Regions from separate parts of the Mus musculus genome. Here region 1 is linked to region 2. Evidence: chromatin contacts called from public Hi-C data. All regions are on one chromosome and are shown on one strand. Each heading gives the region's core, a stretch centred on a gene start, on an enhancer-like site or on the middle of the called end of the contact. The rest is flanking DNA. Distances are from core to core; before and after follow the strand shown. Region 1 overlaps Lpp (LIM domain containing preferred translocation partner in lipoma). Region 2 overlaps Lpp (LIM domain containing preferred translocation partner in lipoma).

Region 1 (4,080 bases), core at 191-2,690, 280 kb after region 2:
AAAGCCCCAGCACAAAGGAGAAAAGTGACAGAAATTAGTCTATGCAGTGAAGGAAGGACTGCTGCACCAGAAATCAGAGCCTTAGGCTGGTGCTGATCTGGCCATGACCTTTACATTGAAGGGAACTCAATAAACATCAAGGCCAGGCCCAGGGCTCAGTAGTTTAAAGTGCTTGCTTCACAAGGCTATTGCCCTCATGCCTGGAGCCCATGGTGAAGGTGAGAGCAGATGCCCAAAATTATCCTCTGACCACCATACACACATAGTGGTGGTAGTGTGTGTGTGTGTCTGTGTGTGTGTGTGTGTATAAGCACACCAATACTAGTTAAATTAATGACAACATATTACATCTATATGTTTTTGATGTTATGTTATATTATTATTGCATATTTAAAAACTTAGTGCTTTAATACAATAGTTATTTTTTCAATAATGGCTCCTTGTTGGTTTCCACTTGTGGACTCAGGGACATGAACCCACTTTGCTGCCAGGTCTACCATTGCTCTAGAGCTCTAAGGCCCACAGGCTACAGCCTTAGCCTTGGACACAGGAGGAAAGATGGTGGCCAGGGTCTCATCAGGAGCTGCAGCTGATTGCCATCCTGGAAGAGTGACCCCATGTTCCTTCTACCATACTCCATGGGCTGGGACTCAGGTGATAATTACAAGACACGGTTGGAAGTATGACTAAGCTGAGCCACAAAGCAGGGATGCTTCGATGCATGTCTAGCCTGTCTTTGCTCTCTGTCACCATTCCAGAGCCATTCGTATTGGTGTGGTTCAGTCTGAAACAGGAAGCTGTGGTACCTCAGAACAAACTGTGGTTGATTTAGCTTTCTCTAAGTAAAATAAACTTATATATTGTTCCTATATGTGTTCCTTATAATAATCTAATTTGAACCAGTGACTAAAACATATGTTCTTGGTTCACCCCAGTTAGGTAATTTAACCTCTAATTTCTCTGTTTTGAAAATTGGGGACACCTTATTTTTTGGGAAGGAAAAAATATATTTACCTATTAACAAAACTCATCTAGGAGGCTGCTGTTTGTAAGCTGTGGATGTTGAACAGTCAGTGAAGCAGACTTTCAGTCTGGTTTAGGATTTTCATTTCCAATAAAGAACAGACAGAAGGGTCACGGCACTCATTCCTAAGGAAGTGATGCCTTACTGAGCTGAGGAGTGGACAGGAGGTTAGACGTCTCAGGCAGTGGAACTTGCTGACTTGAGGACCTGAAAGAGGCCACTGTGGTCAGAGACCGAGAGAGCAGCTTGAAGTAAGGCGGGTTTTGAGATGGACAGAGGTCTTGCTAAGGACTTTGGGCTTTCTCCCAAAAGGCAAAGACTGCTTAGCTATTTCATTATTTCTTACACACTCATCCATTACCAGCTTTTCCTGAAAGGTCTTTGGCAGCAGGGAAGAGGCGGAGGCAGCACCATGAGTAAGTGAACAGAGAATCTGCTCCCTGAGTGTTGTGGGTTTTAGCCACACCCCGTGTTCCATATCTCTCTCTGTGAAGCGCCTTACTTTCTAAAGCTGAAAGAAAGAGGAGCTTAAATTAAAGCATGGCTCAGCTAAAATACAACCTAAAGAGTAAACCATGTTTCCTGCTCCAGATGTGAACACATCTGCATTTTCTATCACATGATTTAGGAGAGACACCTTGAACTTGGAGCCATCCCTGTCTTTTTGTCTGTTAGGCAATGCTTATTACAGATGACTTCCTGGCACTTGTTTCCAGAAAGAGGTCCAGCGTAAATCCTTCTGAAGCCAGCATACTCCACTTTTCTGTACAGTGTGAGCCATGGTGCTCCCCCTTTTATAATCTTTTAAAAAAATATCTATCCTGACTGAGCTAGACCTCCTTAATCTTCATTCCTTTTCTTCCTGTTGAAATGGCAGGTTTCCTCTCCAAAATTTGGACAAGCTTTAAAATTAGATCTCAAACTGCCAGCCTCACAAATCTGCCCTGACAACAAATTTGTTGATTGTGTTTTCTCCTCAAGAAATAGAGTAGCTCTGAGAGGCATTGTGTTTAGCTAGCTGTCCTGGAAACACAGATACAGCTCTGGGCTCTGAGCCGACCAAGGGTTGTGGGCTTCAGTGACTTGGCAAAGCACAACAGGACAGAAGCCGGCAGAGCATGAAGCCTGTCTTTGTCATAGTTTGCTAGAAAGCCAGAGTCAGGCTCCCAGCATGTTCTTTCCCAGACTGCCACATGCCATAGGAGTGAGGGACAATTCAAGTGGCTGTAACGTATGTAAGTCAGTCCAGTCTGTCTTTCCATGATGCCTCATGTGTGACTGTTCCTACACACTAATTGTTGCTCATAAATTAAAATCATAGAATTGTCTAAACCTTTACATGTAGAAATTCTGTGAATTAGGTTTGTGTTTGACCCCAGTTGTCTGACCCCATGCATTCTGTCTAATACTATACTGATCCTGGCCTCCTTTATAGTCCCCAAGAAATCATGTTTGACCTTGCCTTTCTGATTCTATGCCTGGTACTGAAATATCTTGTTCACATTTTTATGCCTAAATGCTATATGACCAATTCCAGCATCATCTTGTCTTTGAAAATTGATTCAAAGTGATCATTTTCTGTCTTGCTCTGTGACACAGGTCTCCTCCTCCTCTTCCTCCTCCTCTTCCTCCTCCCCTTTTCCCCCTCCTCCTCCTCCTTCCTCTCCTATAGAAAAGAAAGGGAGACATTACCCTTGTCTGAATGATTCAGAACAGCAGGCAGACTTCCATTGCAAAGCTGTATGGCTGTGGCCTGGTAAGGTTCTACACTAAGAACAGGAGTTATGGTAAGGAAAGCTGCAGCATCTCATTAAAGAGTTACTATTCCATCTGACTGTTCACAGTGGTGAGGGATGAGCTGCCTTTCAAGAGGGGATCCCTTGGCCAAATGATTGGCACATTCCAACTGTGATGTGAGGTCTACACCCAGGCTAGAGATGCTATTCATGTGACCATAAGTTTTTTTTTTTTTCATAAAGGAGTTTTTGTTGCTACACTAACATTGCTTTTTTAGGAGAGGCGACCTTAAAGTCATTTAAGAAACATATCAAGAATGAGGACTCCTAAACATTTTTGGCATCTCTAAGCCTCTGGCAAGGATGAGTGTATCATGAGGCCCAAGGACACTTCTTGGTACGGGATACTTGAACCTGCTTCTAGTTAGGGTGTGGTTCAGATCTTAGCACATACCTTTAATCCATCTGGCTGGAATACAAACATACCCTTCGCACACACCTTTAGTCCCAAACAATGAAGGTAACATTAGCTTGTAGAAGGAAGCACTCATGTTTGAATTGAGTGGCAGGAAACGTGATGAATCAGAGAAAGATTTGACAGAATAGGATATGCCCAACTCTCCAAAGAGAGGAGGGGGAAAGGAAAGCTGCTTAATGGAGAGACAGACAGCACCGGAAGAAAAGCGCACAGTACAGGATATTCTAGAGTTCATGGAGAGCAGGACAGGAGAGTTGAACCAGCCAGCTAGGGTTCAGGAAGACCAAGAAAGGATGAATTTGCTCAGCAGTAAGTCTCAGGAAACATTCTAGCCCCAGATTAGATTGTACAGAGGCTAGAAGCTTCCAAAACTAGGCCTAGATTAGCTGAAGGAGGCAGTAAGCTTTGGAGACAACAGTTACTACCGGAGAATAAAAGTTACGTTTACAATGTCTGTCTTGGCCAACTTGGACAGAGAACAGTTGGTTTTCCTTGAGGTCTTTGCAGTCTCCTGAGCTGGCCAGTTTCTTCCTCATATCCGTGTCTTCTCATCTCCTTTCTCCTATGAAGATGCATCCCTTAATGCTATTGTGGAATTGGGATGGTCACTGATATGGCTCCTTCCAGCTGAAAGGGGACACTGGCTATGGCAGTTGGGGTTCTCCTCAAAGGGCCTATCAAAAAGACTCCAAAAATAATTGGTAATTTTATTTGACTGTTGCCTGGGAAAAGATGTGAGGGAGTAAAGACAAGAATTATTAGCATTCCAAATCAAGCAGGTAACTAGAAGCCAGAACACGGGCTGCTTTTTTTTTTTTTTAATGTCCAAATCAAAATATAGA
Region 2 (4,383 bases), core at 784-3,283:
CACATTCATTTAGCTGTTACAAAGAAAAGTTCCTGTTATTTGGAAGATTTGCTCTTTCCTTGATTGTTTCAATTGTATAAGCCTAGTTTGTATTCTTTTTCTTTGATAACATTAGATACATTTGAAGATTTTCCATGTATTTTTATAAGATCAATAAAAGCAAATTTACTTAGTAACCCCAAACCTCTATTTTGTAATTTGTCAGCTCCTATTTTTTTTTTTATAATTCTTTGCTCATCAATACAGGCGTATAGTTTTCTTAAAGGCATATTTATTTTAACTGTATGCAGCTGCGAGTGCTGTTCCCTCAGAGTCCAGAAGGAAGTCTAGGATCTCCTAGAATTAGGGCTACAAGCAGTTTGAGCCATCTTATGTGCGTGATGGGCACCAAACGTGGTCTTCCCCGCAGAACAGTAAGAACACTTAATTCTGCATCAATTCTTCATCCCCAGGTCACTCTGTATTGTTCATTAACTAAGGACTGACATAAGTTTATGTTTTCATTAAATGTGATAGTATAAGAATCTAGCCCAACATTTCTAGCAGTGGCTTATTAAAGTATTCGAAGTGACAAAATAATTTGAATTCCCATTGCCTTGTTACTGGTCATGTGTCTTTCCTATAGTCCCTACAGTCAAGGTCTTCATAGATATAACTGTATGGGGAAACGTGCTGGAGGATTCAGATATTTACTGCCTGCTTCCCTGAACTGAACCCGGGCAGCTCTGGAAGGATATTTAGAACTGATTAGATAAGAGGGTTTTATGTACTGGAGGAGGTAGAGATGGTTGCACAGATTTTTCTCCTAGCCATACCCACTGATCTTGAACAATGGACACATGAGTTCAGGTGTAGTCTACTGACAGTTCCTGGTATATTATCCTGTGTGGGGCTGGGAGTGTATAGCTCAGTAGTAGAAGGTTTGCCAAACAACTGTTAAGGTGGTGGGTTCAAATCCTACCCTGCATAAATAAACCAAAGGAAAACCACACTACTTGTGTTCTTGTGTCTCACATAGTTTCATTGTGATATGTGATGGATCCTAAGTGAGGACATAGACAAAGGGTAGCTGAACGCATGTCCTTACAGTTGCTTCTGTCCCTGTGACAAACTGAGCCTCTCCTTCTTGTCATCACTGTTTTAATAATAGTAACATGACCTATAGTAAAGATTTTTTAGTATTAACCATGTTCTAGATATCATTCCTGATCCTCCTCTCTCAGTTGTCACGTTAATTTTAAGAAATTGTTTTGTTAGTGTCTTTCACTTGATGCTGATCTACCCTTGTCATGGCCACAGTGCTTTCTTCCCGATATGAGGCAAGGAAAGACAGGAGCCAGAGTGGAGTCTTGTAGGTGTCCATGTTCATGAGAGTCAACACAGTTCTGATCCTGAGGCTGAGATCAGAACTAGTGTTTGAGCTGTCATTGTGGAATCCTCCAGAAGCAGGATGAAAAGAGTTGCTATGGCAGGCAGCAGAGACTGGACTTCATTAGGGCTGTGACTTTCTCATCAGCTATTTGGTTCTTGAAGACAGGAGTCTGGCACACAGTTGGTATACATTGTTAATTTCAGGCTCAAAGGAACAAGTGGATGTTTGACTATTTCAAGAGAGTCTACTTAATTCTTCAGAAATTTTGTTCATCTGTAATCAGCCTAGAGTTTTCATGGAATTTCTGCTAATACAAAATCTTGTGTGATATTAAAACAGAGCTCTGGAACTGTGAAGATGTTAACACATTTCAAAATGTGTTGGTTTGATTTATTGTTTTCTTGTTCTGATAAAGATAGGGGACTACTCTTCTCTGTTTAGTGATTAAGTCACCCGCCACCTTTTTCTATTTTGGTCTTTGTGGTAATACATGTTTCCTGGAAAATTCCCCCCCCCCCCCCGTTCTATTAATACAGTAAAAGGGGGTTACGGCCGTGACTCACCCCAGGAAATCAGCCTTCGTTTGCTTCCTCAATCTCACAAACAGTGCAGTCCCCATGCACAAAATCAACAACTTCTGCAAATGGGTTACTTTATAGTTCTTAAGAAAGTTCTAGAAAATACAGTATTTGTGGTCGACTGTGTGCTTCCTGTGATGGTGGGGATTGTACAAAAGTTCAGGTTTTGCTTCTCAGTGTTCGTGAAATCCTTGCCACGCTAGATCAGTGATATGGTCTCTGGTAGGAGTTCTCTGACCTGCTGATGTTGAGCAAACATTCCAGGAACACATCCTTGCACAGTTACAGCTCAGGGCAGGGGCTTCAGCAGTTACTGTCTGGGGGTCAGAATTTCAGTGCACATGAGGTGTGTGCCAGCTTAGAGTCCCACTGTCACCCCTCTGCTCACTCGGCAATGACTGGATGGGGCCATCCACACATTAATTCTCTCCATGTGTCTTGGCGTCTCTGAGGTTTTGCTCAGTTCTCCTCATGAACTTGGGACCTGCTCTAAGGAAGCTTCCATTCCCATGACTGTGACTGCTATTACACAGTTACCTGTCATGTCCAAGGACTTCAGACTGTGAGCTCATCCTAAGGATGTCTAGCCTCAGCTGATGTGGATCAAGGCTGCGTAGAGTAAGCTTAGTCATTTTAATTCCATACGTTGTTCAACCCCAATTTTGTCTAGAAATTCATTCTTTTAAAAACAGAAATGGAGTTTAACCATGTGTTTTCTGTAGGATTTGTATTTTCCACTTTGCCTTATAATTTATATTCTTCCTTAGCTGATTTTTTAGGTATCTGACTGTGAATTTTTTCTGAATTATAAATGTCTTCCTTTTGACATTACTCTTCACTGCCTTTCTATTTTCCTGGTACAGTATGGGATAAATAGTAGCTGTTCACTGTTTGAGAAATGCTAACTATGTGGTTATTTGACCAGTGAGTGAACTTCTCTGGATCTCTGGTGTAGGAAAGGGTAGAGGAACAGTTCCTGCTTATTTTGAAGGCTAGGTATTATATTTAAAAACTCTTTTAATAGTGCCTGGTACTTAGTAAGCACTTACTAAATGTTATCATAAATAAATGATCTTTCTGCTACTTATAAAGTAGCCACATAGCATTTCCTTCTAGGATTTTCTTCCAGTCTTTTATGATGGATAAAGAAGAGCCATACAGTCTAGGAGTTCCTGTCAGCTTTCTTTATATAGGAAACCAGATGTAAATATGCTGTTTCAGTTACATACATCTCATATTTTTATATGATTGCTGACAAAACATTAAGTAAGAATTATGCTATCATATTCCCTAGATATCAATTCATGCTCTCATTAAAGTCAGACATTTATCTGGTACTGCTGACTGCTGTTCTTACCCGCAGTAATGTTAAGTACTGTCACCATTTAATGGTCTTGCCTGACCTTTGGGCATTAGTGCCAATCCTTTCTTCATTCTGTCCATGAAAACAACAACTTAGACATCCCATTCCTTCCTCCCTGTGTCTTCTTCTAGCTTAGAAACCTTTGTTTAATAGAGGGCTTGAAAACTTGCTGCAACAGAAAAAGATTGTAATAAGAAATTCTTTCTTCCATCCTTCCAAGTCGAAGCATGTGTTTATATGCCTTTTCATATGTCACACATTTAGGTGCATATACTTTTATATGTGTAATTTTCAGAATTTTCCTGTTATACGTTGAACAGTTGCCTTTGTGATTGCTGCTGCAAAGAACTCAGAGGGTTTTATTTTTTTTTCCTTTCATGATTTCAACCTTGAGAGTCAGCAGTCAGTGTGCTCTGGCACAGGGCATGTTGTTTTGCATTTATCAGATGATACTTTGCATGCCCAGAGGGGATCAGATTTGGAAGATGCATGCTTAAGTTTTTAAATATAAGTAACTCTACAGTGGGTTTGTGTTTGTCAGCCCAGTAAATCTTTATAGAACTTTGCATTGCAGTTGTCTCTGTGTGTTGATAACTGTTCCCTGGAGAGTACAGCATCAGAATTGAATCCTATAACTCCAATCCCTAAGTCTACTGCTGCACATTTCCCACAGTACCTAACGGTATGTGGGGAACTGCTCACTGTCCTGTCCCGTGTCATATGCCATGTGGGCAGCCAGTGCACACAGATATTCTCTATATTCAGCTTTAACCGCCACAAGTCACTTTTTCATGTAATAAGTGTACCACAATGCCCAGCGGGTTGTAGATGCTTAGTAGTTGCTGGAAGATTATTAAGTTACCCAGATATAAAAGTGGCAAATGGCTTAGTTACCTGGGTGTGGAAACGTCTGGTGTGGTTCTAGTGGGAGCTTTCTAAGTGTCTTAGTTTAAGCTGATGACATAGTAAAGAGGATCATACCTGCTCTGGTCACTGATACAGAGAGCCTACATTGCCCTTCAAGACAAGGCATCTGTCACCTAAAAGCCCGATACTTTCCCATGGCAGTC

Evidence for each region. Hi-C and Micro-C count contacts between places; a contact is called where the count stands out from the background.
Region 1: a Hi-C map of regulatory T cells shows a contact between it and region 2, with 2.0 times the contacts expected there. The contact joins two enhancer-like sites. A contact is called at or near these places in 1 of 15 datasets of contacts at CTCF or cohesin (CD8 T cells), 5 of 484 Hi-C or Micro-C datasets (B cells, LSK cells, bone marrow-derived macrophages and 1 more) and 5 of 115 datasets of contacts at active chromatin or transcription factors (CD8 T cells, bone marrow-derived macrophages, effector CD8 T cells and 2 more).

Annotation. Positions count from the first base shown.
Region 1 is chr16:24,912,446-24,916,525 of GRCm38.p6, forward strand. All of the region lies in intron 10 of Lpp (LIM domain containing preferred translocation partner in lipoma), which reads left to right. Among named protein-coding and RNA genes, the nearest start is that of Gm52245, 27 kb to the right of the region's middle. Within about 2 kb of position 1,441, at least 143 of the 459 cell types and tissues checked have an H3K27ac peak or open chromatin away from gene starts, as enhancers often do. A contact at or near this core is called in B cells, CD8 T cells, bone marrow-derived macrophages and 2 more, where this site is marked.
Region 2 is chr16:24,627,483-24,631,865 of GRCm38.p6, forward strand. All of the region lies in intron 5 of Lpp (LIM domain containing preferred translocation partner in lipoma), which reads left to right. Among named protein-coding and RNA genes, the nearest start is that of Mir28a, 200 kb to the right of the region's middle. Within about 2 kb of position 2,034, at least 111 of the 459 cell types and tissues checked have an H3K27ac peak or open chromatin away from gene starts, as enhancers often do. A contact at or near this core is called in B cells, CD8 T cells, bone marrow-derived macrophages and 2 more, where this site is marked.